Regions from separate parts of the Mus musculus genome. Here region 2 is linked to region 1. The links are chromatin contacts, called in public promoter capture Hi-C maps. All regions are on one chromosome and are shown on one strand. The core of a region is the stretch at or near the end of the contact, and the rest is flanking DNA. Distances in the headings are between cores, read along the strand shown. Region 1 holds the start of Olfml2b (olfactomedin-like 2B). Region 2 holds the start of Adamts4 (a disintegrin-like and metallopeptidase (reprolysin type) with thrombospondin type 1 motif, 4).

Region 1 (5,227 bases), core at 1,098-3,597:
AAACTAGCTGTGCTTGCTGCTTCTACAATGTTAAACATTTCCTTCTGGGTACACGCTCCTCCCAGGCTCCCTATTCGGGCTCTCTGCTGTTCCTACCCTGGAGGAAAGTCCTCTCACCCTGTAAGCCCCATCAACTCATCCCCAAAGCTAAGGCTCCCATCCTAACCAGGCAGAGGGGTTCCTTGGTTGACTAATGATGGCAGCGGGTGGGTAGGCTCGGAGCCTGCAAATGTTCCTTGCTGTCTGCGGGAAGAAGGCATGTAATGTTTTCCTTGAGACGGTTGGGTTTCTGCTAAAGCTAATGTTTGCTTTAGGATTGTTGTGAAATATAGACTCCACCAGTGGAAGCAGGAGGTGTAGGTAGCTTGGGGTGACGTAAGCAGCCAGTCTCCCCACGTTGATAGTAAATCGTTCCCGTCTCCTTTCTGAAACTGCCTAGATTCCTACGCAGTCCTCCTTAGAGAACCCTGGATGGGTGGGTTCCTTCCCTTCAGGGGGCTCCGGTTTCAGGCAAGCTTTTGTTTATGGTTTTCCAGAGTCCCAGTGGGAGGGATTTGAAGTCTTTTCGATTTAAGGGTCAGTATGAGGTTATGGGTGGGCATAGGGCATATGTTAGCATAATTATTAAAAGAAGAAACCAGCGTTTGATCAACCCCAAAGTAGGGCTGACAGCTCTCTCTACGGAGAGAGAAGACCCAGACTGAGGGCCTGGAGGAGGTACAGGCAACGCACTCAGCATCCTTCCTCGGACAGTATCCATCCCAAGGACCAAGGAGACGCCCACTGTACACCAGCATGCCAGCTTTGGAAAGCAGGAGTGCCACATAAGTGTGAGAAGCGTCCCTTACAGTCCTGAGAAGCAGGCTGGAGCATGCTGGAAGCCAGGCTCTCCCTCTTTCCCTTTTAGCTTCTGCTCTTCATCTCTGAGAGGGCTGGTAATCAGGGTGTTCTGAGGACTGAGTTAGTTCATAAACGGACACACTACAGCACGAATCACCATCCTGGGTCGCTTGGCCCCCTCTGGGAATCAGCCACAACTGTGTGGCTCGGCACTGACACTCCACTCCAGGTACACCAGGTCTTAACATAAATCCCTCTGTTTTGGAGTCCCCCTCATAAGCATCACACATGTAGCACATCACACACTCTGTCTTCACCAAGTGCTTCTGTCCGAGTGTCTCCTCTGAAGCCATAAACCACCTCCCATGGCTTATACCTATCCCATCTGCCTCCTTTCCAACTTGTCCTCCTGTTTACACATTCCAATTCTGACAGGCAGTCTCATAGGCAAGAGGGACTTTTCACAACCATTACATCACACACACACACACACACACACACACACACACACACACACACACACACACACACACACACCCCTTTCTTCTCAGTGGTATTTTCCTTTCCTCTCCTTTCTCCTGACTTGGTAAGCCTGAAACACTCCACAGTTGTGACCCATGCCCTTACTTTTTAACACAGTACTTTAACACAACCCAACAAAACTAAAGTCAGGGCTGTAGAATCTCCACTCTTAGTGCAGGTAAGAGGGACCAGAAGTTCAAGACTAGCCTCAGCTATAAAGTGAGCTGGAAGCCAGCCTGGTCTACGAGAAAGCCTGTCCAACACCAAACGAGCAATATAGTGTGATAAACTAAAAGTGAACATCCACTTCACTAAAAATACAGAGAAAAACAGCTGCTCATAAATCTTTCATCCAGGACCAGCCTCAGGTCCTTGAGGTCCCCCAAGGCAAGAGGGGTGGGCACGCGATTCCTCATCCTACCTGAGATAAAACGTTCTCCTGGTTGTCCGCCTCGTTTTGCAGAATGTCATCTTCCGTGGGCTCCACTGTTTGCACATCAGGGGGCTCGCTTGTCCCTGTGGGAGGTGTAGTGGACCCCCAGACCTGTGCCACCACCAGAGCAAAGCAGAGAACCAATGGCAGGGGATAGGCCATGAGAGATGCGACAGTAGGGACTTTAGTCCCTACAGAGACCACCTTGGGTCGGAGGTCTCAGCAAAGACAGGCTGGAAGGCGGCTTCACTGGAGTCCGGAAGAGTAGATGTTCAGAGAACCGTCTAACGTCTAAAGCTGGGTGTGGCTGAGTGGAGCAGGACTGTGCTCCCCAGAGACCCTGAACATCTCCTCCCAGACCCCAGCAGCTTAGACTGTGCAGAGAGGACACAAGAAAGAGGTGACTGAGGGAGCAGAGGAGGGCGCCGGCTCGACGAGGGCAAGCCGCAGCAGCGTGAGCTCAGGTGGAAGGCTAGCGCCGGGAAACTCGGGACACCCGGAGACTGGGCGCAAGATGGACAGTGGCCACAGCGCAGGAGGCAAGGGAGGGCTGCTGGCCCAGGGCGCCGCGGGGCTGGCGCGGAGGGAGGGCGGAGCCTCTATTGTGCCGGGCAGAAAGATGCAGCCAGTGACGGCCCGGAGGAGGAGGACCGGGAAGCGCACAGACTTGGGCGCTGCGCCCGGGGACCCCGCCTCCTCTAGGGTTCAGCCACTGCGCTTAAGCGGGCGCCGGCTGGCGTGGGAAGGGCGCTGCTGGCCTTGCATCTGATTGTAAATGGTCATCCGAGAGGGACTCCGTGTGCCTTTTCTCGAGTTTTCTTCACGCCCGAGCTCCGGGGGAGCCCTGACTTGCTCCCTGGACTGCAACCGGGACAGCGGAGAAACACGACCTCTTCTCTTGAAGTGTTTTATTGTTGTTGGTTTTTGTTTTGTTTTGTTTTGTTTTCCGGAACTTGACTCCATCTGGAGTACGGGAAGCTTTGAACTTACGAACAATTGTAATCTTCATGTCTGCTACAACCCTAGAACCTGATAATACCCCCACCCAGAGGATGCATCTTGAACCTCTGACAGAATGTGGAGGGAGTTGGATACATTTTTAAAATATGGAGAGTGGCTACAGGTCTCTGCTGTCTCTGCTGTTCTGTTTGTCCTAGTGACTTCCCAGAATCAAACGCCTACCACAGGGAATGTCTCTTGCAGTCTCCGTGGTTTGGGACAAATGGACAGGCCTCTCTATCTGGCCAGATAATCTCTAAAGGGTATATACATGTAATGGTGCGGTCCTCTTTTGGGCTCTTTAATTAGTGACCCTGAATATGCCTACTATGAAGATTAACAATGTGTCACTTTTGGAAAGAGCATTAAGTCTTCTGGGACAATTGCCACTCTGAAATACTCAGCAGAGTCAGGTCGATTCTGAGGGGCTCTAGCAGAGCTGAGCATGGCAGGCATGGCTCTGGCAGGCCTTGCCTTCTCCTAGCCCATCTTCCTTGTTAAAAACCGTTCCATTACATTCCTAAAGCCAGCCACCAAGATCTAGTCCCCCTTTTGGCCGACTCCTGCCCCCTGAGGCTATTAAGGGCCCCTCCCTTTGGCTGCCCTAATTAATCTGTACAATCAAAAATAAACCCCTCATCTAAACAGGGGACTTCCCCTTTACCTTTATAAACTGTCATTTGCCTATGTGCCACATCTGCCTCCTCTCTATCCAGAGGCAGTGTTCCTTTCCCCTTCTCCTTCATTCTCTATCACCTGACTTGTATTCCCTGCCCTTTGTTCCTTGGGGGCAAATAAATCTCCTTTGGGCTGAGAACTTGGTCTTGGGATGTCTTGTGCTGGATGCATATCAATCCCTTCAAATGCAAAGACCTAAAAGATATTCTACCCCCTAGAGAAATCTGAATACTTTGTTCCTAATGCTAAGCAAAGAGGTTGGGATAATGAAAGTAATAAATCAAGCAAAAGCAGACTCCAGCTTAGATATGATAGTTGATAGAAGTGTAATGTTACCATTTAGTATTACTAATATTATCATTTCTTGATAGGGATACAACTCAGAGACTCCAGGATCCTAGACAAGCTTTCTGACACCGAGCCACTCCCTTGAACCTAATAATAACAATAATTACTATTTTCTTAAAAAGAGAAAAGTTTGTGGAGAGAAATCCAAGTCTCTAGATGCAGGAATGCTACACATATACCTTTCTACGAACACTATCAAATCTTGTATGAAACTAAGTGGGGAGGTGGTGGTTAATACTATATATGTAGTAATACTATATATGTAGTAATACTATATATGTAGTAATACTATATATGTAGTAATACTATATATGTAGTAATACTATATATGTAGTAATACTATATATGTAGTAATACTATATATGTAGTAATACTATATATGTAGTAATACTATATATGTAGTAATACTATATATGTAGTAATACTATATATGTAGTTTACAAAAATGTTGAGGGGCTGGAGAGATGCCTCAGCAATTAAGAGCACTGACTGCTCTTCCAGAGGTCCTGAGCTCAATTCTCAGCAACCACATGGTGGCTCACGACCATCTGTATGAGATCCAATGCCCTCTGCTGTTGTGTCTGAAGACAGCAACAATGTACTCACATACAATAAATAAATAAATCTTTTTTAAAAAATGCTGAGGGCTGTCTAAGCCAAAAGTGATGGTTAGGCAGCTAGGTGTTTCAAAGAGAAGATAAGATGCCCTTGCAATAGGGGAACATGAACAGGGAAGTGCTACAAAGGAGCATGGGGACTCCCCTGCCCCAAAGCAGCATAGGACAAACGCAGCATAGCCTAAAGAAGCAAGTGATGGTCATGTCTAGTAGAAGGCCAGTAAGCATCATGGGGAGTAGGACTGAAGATAACTACCGCAGTGAGGAAGTTTCGACAGGTAGTAGATAGATCGAGATGCAGGGAAGAGCTGGATGCATTTCTGGGCAGACAGCAGCTTTAATACTCATATTCCCATCTCAGGTTGTAATTATCTGTCAAGAAAGCCTTCCCTGACTCCAGCTCCTGGGTGATTCCTCTGTGGTGTGCTCCTCCAGGACTGGTTGTTGGGGATTTATATCTGTCATACCGGTCTTGCCCTCTGTCACATGGCTGGGACTGTGGCTGATTTTGTTCACTGCCACATCGTCAGAGTTCCCTTAGAGCCTAGAGCGCTACTTTAGTTACTTTCCTATTGCCGTGACAAAACTCCATGATCAAGGAAACTTATAAAAGAAAGCATTTAACTGGGACTCACCATTCCAGAGGGCAGTAGAGTCCATGACCATCACAGAAGGGAGCATAGCAGGCCTGGTGCTGGAGCAGCAGCTAAGAGCTTACATCCTGGTCTGCAGGCAGAGAGAGAAACTGGACCTGGCATAGGCTTTTGAAACCTCCAAACCCACTCCTAAT
Region 2 (5,227 bases), core at 933-3,432, 610 kb before region 1:
CACGTTTCATGGCTAAGTGGGCCCCAGAGGTGAAAAGCAGCTGGGACTGACTCAGGGAGGAGGGGCGCTAGGGTCCCCAAGTGTGGCGGGGCTTGTGGGAGTAGGACTAGAGGCTGAGCTGCGGCGACGTGTCTGCACTGTGTGGTTGGAGGAACAATTCAGTCAGCAGCTAGGGCCACAGCCAGATCTCAGCGTGGCGGGTGTGGAAGGAGTGTCTGGTCTGGATTAAAGCTAGAGGAAGGGTGGGGGGAGAAGAAGGGGGGAGACCAGGAGTGGGAGGGAGGGAGGATAGTGCCTCAGGCAGCCCTGCAGTCAGCCCACAGTGTGGGAAGAAGATTGACCCAGAGGTATGGGATGCCAGCCTCCTCCTGCCCTAGTTTGCAGTTTACCAGAACAATTTTAAACGGAACATCAGAAGCCAAAAACTCAATCCCCCGGGCCTCAAATTTTACTCCTGTAGCTGGGGGTGGGGGTAAAAAATCACTGGGGCAGAGAAAAGAGCCTAGGCCAACAGGCTGTTGGGAGAGCTTTACTGCTGGGAACTGTGTCAGCAGGAGACTCCAGGGCCAGGAAGGGGCGGGGGAGAGAGGGGGAGAGGTCATTCCGGCCCAGAGAATCTGACCTACCTCAGGGAATCCTCAGAGCAAAGCAAAGGACCGAAGCAGGGAGTAGCCAGGATTTTTCAAAGAAAGGGTAGTGGAGATGGGAAAGGCAGAGAGAAGGAGAGAAGTTGGAAAGCTGCAAGTGGAAGTGGGAGGAGAGAGGGTGAATAGGGGTCAGTAGGGCAGACATGGCGGGAGGAATGATACGGGCACGGGGCATGATCTCCAGAGTTGCCTACCTTGGTTCTGCGGGAAATGGGACTCGGGCTCCCAGAAGGAGCCTTGACGGTGCACATGGGACCTTGGCTGCTGGCAGGACTCTTCCGGCGTAGGATGTGAGCCCCCGGTCCCCCAGCAGAGTTAAGGGCGCCTCCTTCCAGAGGCTGGAGGTGGAGTTCGGCCCCACGGTACTGCAGTACCCCTAATAGGGCTCCCCCGTCCCAGTGCAGAGATGCCACCGACTCCGGATCTCCATTGATGGTGCCAGTCAGGTAGGTACCTGGCTCTGCCCCACCCAGCATCTCAGGTGCCTGGCCCAGGTACTGTACAGTCAAACCCTCTACCTGCACCCCAGGGTCCTGTTCTAGTTCTAGTAGCAACATCTCCCCAAAGGCTGGCAATCGGTACAGCAGCCTGGCAGGAACGCCTGATCCAGGTAGGATGCTACTGCCATTGAGCTTCTCTGGAAACACGATCTCCTCCTCCCGGGGGAGGGGGCTGGCGGGCCACGCTAAGGACAGGAGGAAGGCCAGCAGCAGCAGCCTCCGCCACTGCACAGTGTGAAGCGGCAAGCAGGGTTGGAATCTTTGCAGCCAGTGCCCAGTCAAGCCCCTCCTGGGATGCAAGCCCATCTGGGACATGGTACCCGGGCTGCAGCTGGGATGGATTGAGGCCATCTGCGGCACCAAAATGCTCCACACCCTAACTGTGGAAGGCTCCTCGTTAAAGCCAGAAGGGCTTTGGGGCTTGTGCCAAAATCTGAGGCAAAGTTTTTAAATGGGCTAGGGACTTTCAGAGAAGATGAAAAAGAAAACAGCCCCTGGGCTCAGGAAAAGTGCCCACGGGTTCTTTCTGCTCCAAAACTTCCTCCTTTGCCTTTCTGTCCCAGGTCTTTGTCTGTGACTCCTTGGCTTCTCCCTCTGCTCAGCTGTCTGGCTTTGCCTCAGTGCTCGCCCTGTCTTTGCCTCCTCCTCCTCCTCCTCCTGCTGCTGTCTCTTTGTCTCTGTCTCTCTCCTCTTCTGTCTCTCTCGTTTCTGTGTATCTGTGGGTCTTCCCCGGGTTCTCCCCAGCCTCTCTCCCCTCCAGCTCTTTTAAGCATCCAGAACCGCCCTCTGTGTGTGAGTGGCAGATCTGTAAGCCACTCAGCCAGAAGCTTGGTCACTGGGACTCTGAAGGATGGAGGATGTATCATTGCTTCCCAAAGACCTTAGTGGTTTTCTTTTTTCCTTAAAAAAGAAGGGGGGGGGGAGGGAAGGGACTTGCCCAGGGGAAGGGAATCTCTAGCAAGCAGATGCATTTAAGGCACTGAGCCAGCTGATGACACATCTTTTTTCCCAAATCCCACCATCAGCCCTCAGCTGTCTCTTTCCCGGTCTTTTTTTTTTTTTTTTTTTTTTTTTTTTTTTTTTTTTGTGGGACAGAGCCCCAGGGGAGGTCAGGACTGGGGGAAAGGGTCTGGACAGCAGTCACAGATGAGACTCTGTCCTGGGAGAATTCAGGTCCTTCCTATCCAGCCTGGTCTAGCCTATGCTTCCTCACTTCCTTGAGGAAGTCATTTATGCTACCCTTTACCCCAGAGGCTAATCTGTTAGAGCCAAGCTGTCTGGGTTTAAAAGGAAGTGGTGAACAGGTAAGAAAACATTAGGAGAGAAAGAAGAGAGGATGGGACCAAGGCACTGAGAAGAAGAGGTGGTACACACAGGAAGGCAAGGAGACAGCTGTTAGAACTTTGTTAGAATGGAAACAAGAAAGAAACAGACAGAAAAGGAGGAGCTAACTACTTGTCTTTTTATAGGAGGAACATCCAGAGTAGGTCTGTTCTCATTCATTCTCCTTCTCTCCCTCCCTCCCTCTCTGAAGCCCCCCCCCCCCCCCCGAGTTACCCCAGCGTCTAAAGCATAGAACAGCCATTCCACCCTAGGCCTCCTCCTCCCCAACTTCCTGAGTGCCCATTTCCCTGGCTCAGCTCCCAGGAGATTCCCCCAGGCTCTTGGCCCCGTTCCTACCCACACCCAGCTACCCCAGCACACCCCCACTACCTCAAGTCAGCCAGACCCTCACCTAGACAAGACCTGCGCTCTCTCTCTCTCTCTCTCTCTCTCTCTCTCTCTCTCTCTCACCCAGAAGTCATCTCTGCTACTTCCTTGACCCCACCTTTCAAATCCAATAGTTCCTGGAATATCTAGTAATCTTTGACTCCTCATTTCCCATGGGGGGAGGGGAGGAGACACACACACACACACACACACACACACACATCTCAGAGAGAGAGAGAGAGAGTGAGAGAGAGAGAGAGAGAGAGAGAGAACCTGGGATGGGGATAGTGACCAGTATGTGTATGTGTGTGGGTGTTAGAGGAGGGAACTAATGACTCTTCTGCTTCCAGAACTGGGGGGGACTAAGAAACCAAAGCACACTCTCTCAAGGCAAGGAAATGAAGCATTCAGGAGCGGGGCAATTTCTGCTCACTCCACCCTATGGCCACTTGTTTCCCCAGGAAATCCCCAGGAAGGAGAGTACACTCAGCAGTCCCTTCCCTTTCCCAGAGAAGCCCCACCTCCCCTGCCCCTGTCCCCTTATTCATTCTCTGCCTGGTCAGCTCCTGTCCCCCACATCATATTCCTCAGAATGCTTCCTCTTCCCCCTCCCTTCCTGCTCCCGTCACTAATACCTGTCCTGGTGCCTATCACTTCCTGAACTACCCACCCTCTGGTGATTTCCAGTCTCACCTCTTGACCCATCACATGCCCTGACCCTCCCTGGTCCTGAGCAGAGGGGCTGAGGCAGGAGGAGTCAATCACACAAGGGATGAGGGACCAGAAGGGACAGGGGCAAGAGGAGCTGTCACCAGGATACTCTTATTACCCCTTTCCATCCCCCCATCTGAGCTGAGAACAAAGAGTGTGACTAAGCAGTGAAAGACAAAGGGCCACAGAGTGGCAGCTACAGCACGTGGGGAGGGGGGTGCTGGCAGAAGGAGAAGGCACAAAAGATGCAGTGTCCTAGGTAGCCCCCCAAGAGTTCTCATCCCAGTTCCTGCTTGAACTACCCCCAGGGCTAAGCAAGCTAGAGTCTGTCTTGACTTCACATAGGATGGATTAACACAAAAATGAGGAACCCCCCCTCCCATCATCACCACATTTTGTGTTTAAACTATATCTCAGGAAGAAAGGCCCAGAAAAGGAGAGGTGGCTGTAGAGGGTAAGGGGACCAAGCCTCTGCCTTGACTTTCTGGGGACCACCTTGTCTACACCAGGTCTTGGTCAGTTCCCACAGCCAACGGATCTCTGGCCCCACCCTTTGGTATGCTTCCCATTAGGTCAATTTTTAGCCTAGAAATCTGGCTTTCTCCTCTTCCTCTGCAACAAAGAATGCTCGGTGCCACTCCCCTGGTCTGTCTGCTCCACCCAGCTGCACCGCTGGTGGCCTATGTCCCAGGGACCCTGTCTGGGGGAGATGTGGAGGAGGTCTCTTTCCAATGAGAAAATTGGAGAACCTCAAAGAGTGGGTGGCCCAGCTGGAGCCGGGCTTGGAGACAAAAAGACAAAAATCAGTCTCCAGGGCAGGAAAACTCTTTGTCCATACAAAATTAGGCTCAGAGTCCTGGAATTATTACATGTCTATGTTATTAGATACGTCTGAGGAAGACTGTGGCACGTAAGACCGTCCAGGATGGAGGCGGGTTACTAGGTATTGCTAAGGGTGCTCCCTGAGTCTGTGACTTGGGCATCGCAGGGATTGAAGAGTCACTGTCAGAGCATTTCCCCTCCCATTTGTAAATTGCTGCTTCCTTATCTTTGCACCAAGTGCCCCCTTGCTCCACCACCGCTCGTGGCCTTGGCTGTGAATTCCCGTTTGTTGTGACTTGCCCATCTGCACTTGAGTCCCTTCACACAAGCCCGTTTCCGGACCTCTGGAAATGAACACTTTTGGATTTCGTAGTAAAGAGATAGTCATCAAAACTTGGGGGCTTCTGTCGGAAAGCAGGACTACCGCAGGAGACTGACCAAGATGGTAAGATAGTCAAGGAACGCCCATACAGAGAGTGCGTAGGGGACCTAGAGGGAGCGCAGTTTCTAAGGAAAGTTCGAGTGCAGAGCGTGGACCTAGCGGGAAGTGCTGGATTCTGCGCGAAGTTGCCTCAGGAGAGAGCAGTAAATCTCTCACGCCCAGAGAAGCCGTGGGAGGGACGCCCTTACTAAAGATGACGGCAGTCGTCGTTATTGAAACGCAAGTGAAGCTGAGAAGCGGAATCCGGATGTTGTTCCGTTCGCAATTGACCTCCCTGCCAGCTTCCAAGATGGGGACTCCGTTGTGGCGATAAGAAGGGAAGCCCACCAGGGGGCGCGCGGGAGCGACTTCCGCCCGGCTCTCCTTCCTACAGTCTGCAGCCCGGTAAAGATGGC

What was found. Promoter capture Hi-C pulls out the DNA fragments that hold promoters and counts their contacts.
Region 2: a contact with region 1 is called in a promoter capture Hi-C map of the 3T3-L1 cell line, with 3 times the contacts expected there. The contact joins the promoter of Adamts4 here to the promoter of Olfml2b in region 1.

The regions. Positions count from the first base shown.
Region 1 is chr1:170,641,652-170,646,878 of GRCm38.p6, reverse strand. It overlaps Olfml2b (olfactomedin-like 2B), which reads right to left and starts at 2,347. Exons shown (of 8, transcript NM_177068.4): 1 at 1,784-2,347. The coding sequence starts at 1,957.
Region 2 is chr1:171,247,084-171,252,310 of GRCm38.p6, reverse strand. Adamts4 (a disintegrin-like and metallopeptidase (reprolysin type) with thrombospondin type 1 motif, 4) reads right to left here and starts at 2,182. Exons shown (of 9, transcript NM_172845.3): 1 at 842-2,182. The coding sequence starts at 1,462. It overlaps Ndufs2 (NADH:ubiquinone oxidoreductase core subunit S2), which reads left to right and starts at 5,189. Exons shown (of 13, transcript NM_153064.5): 1 at 5,189-5,227. The coding sequence starts at 5,223.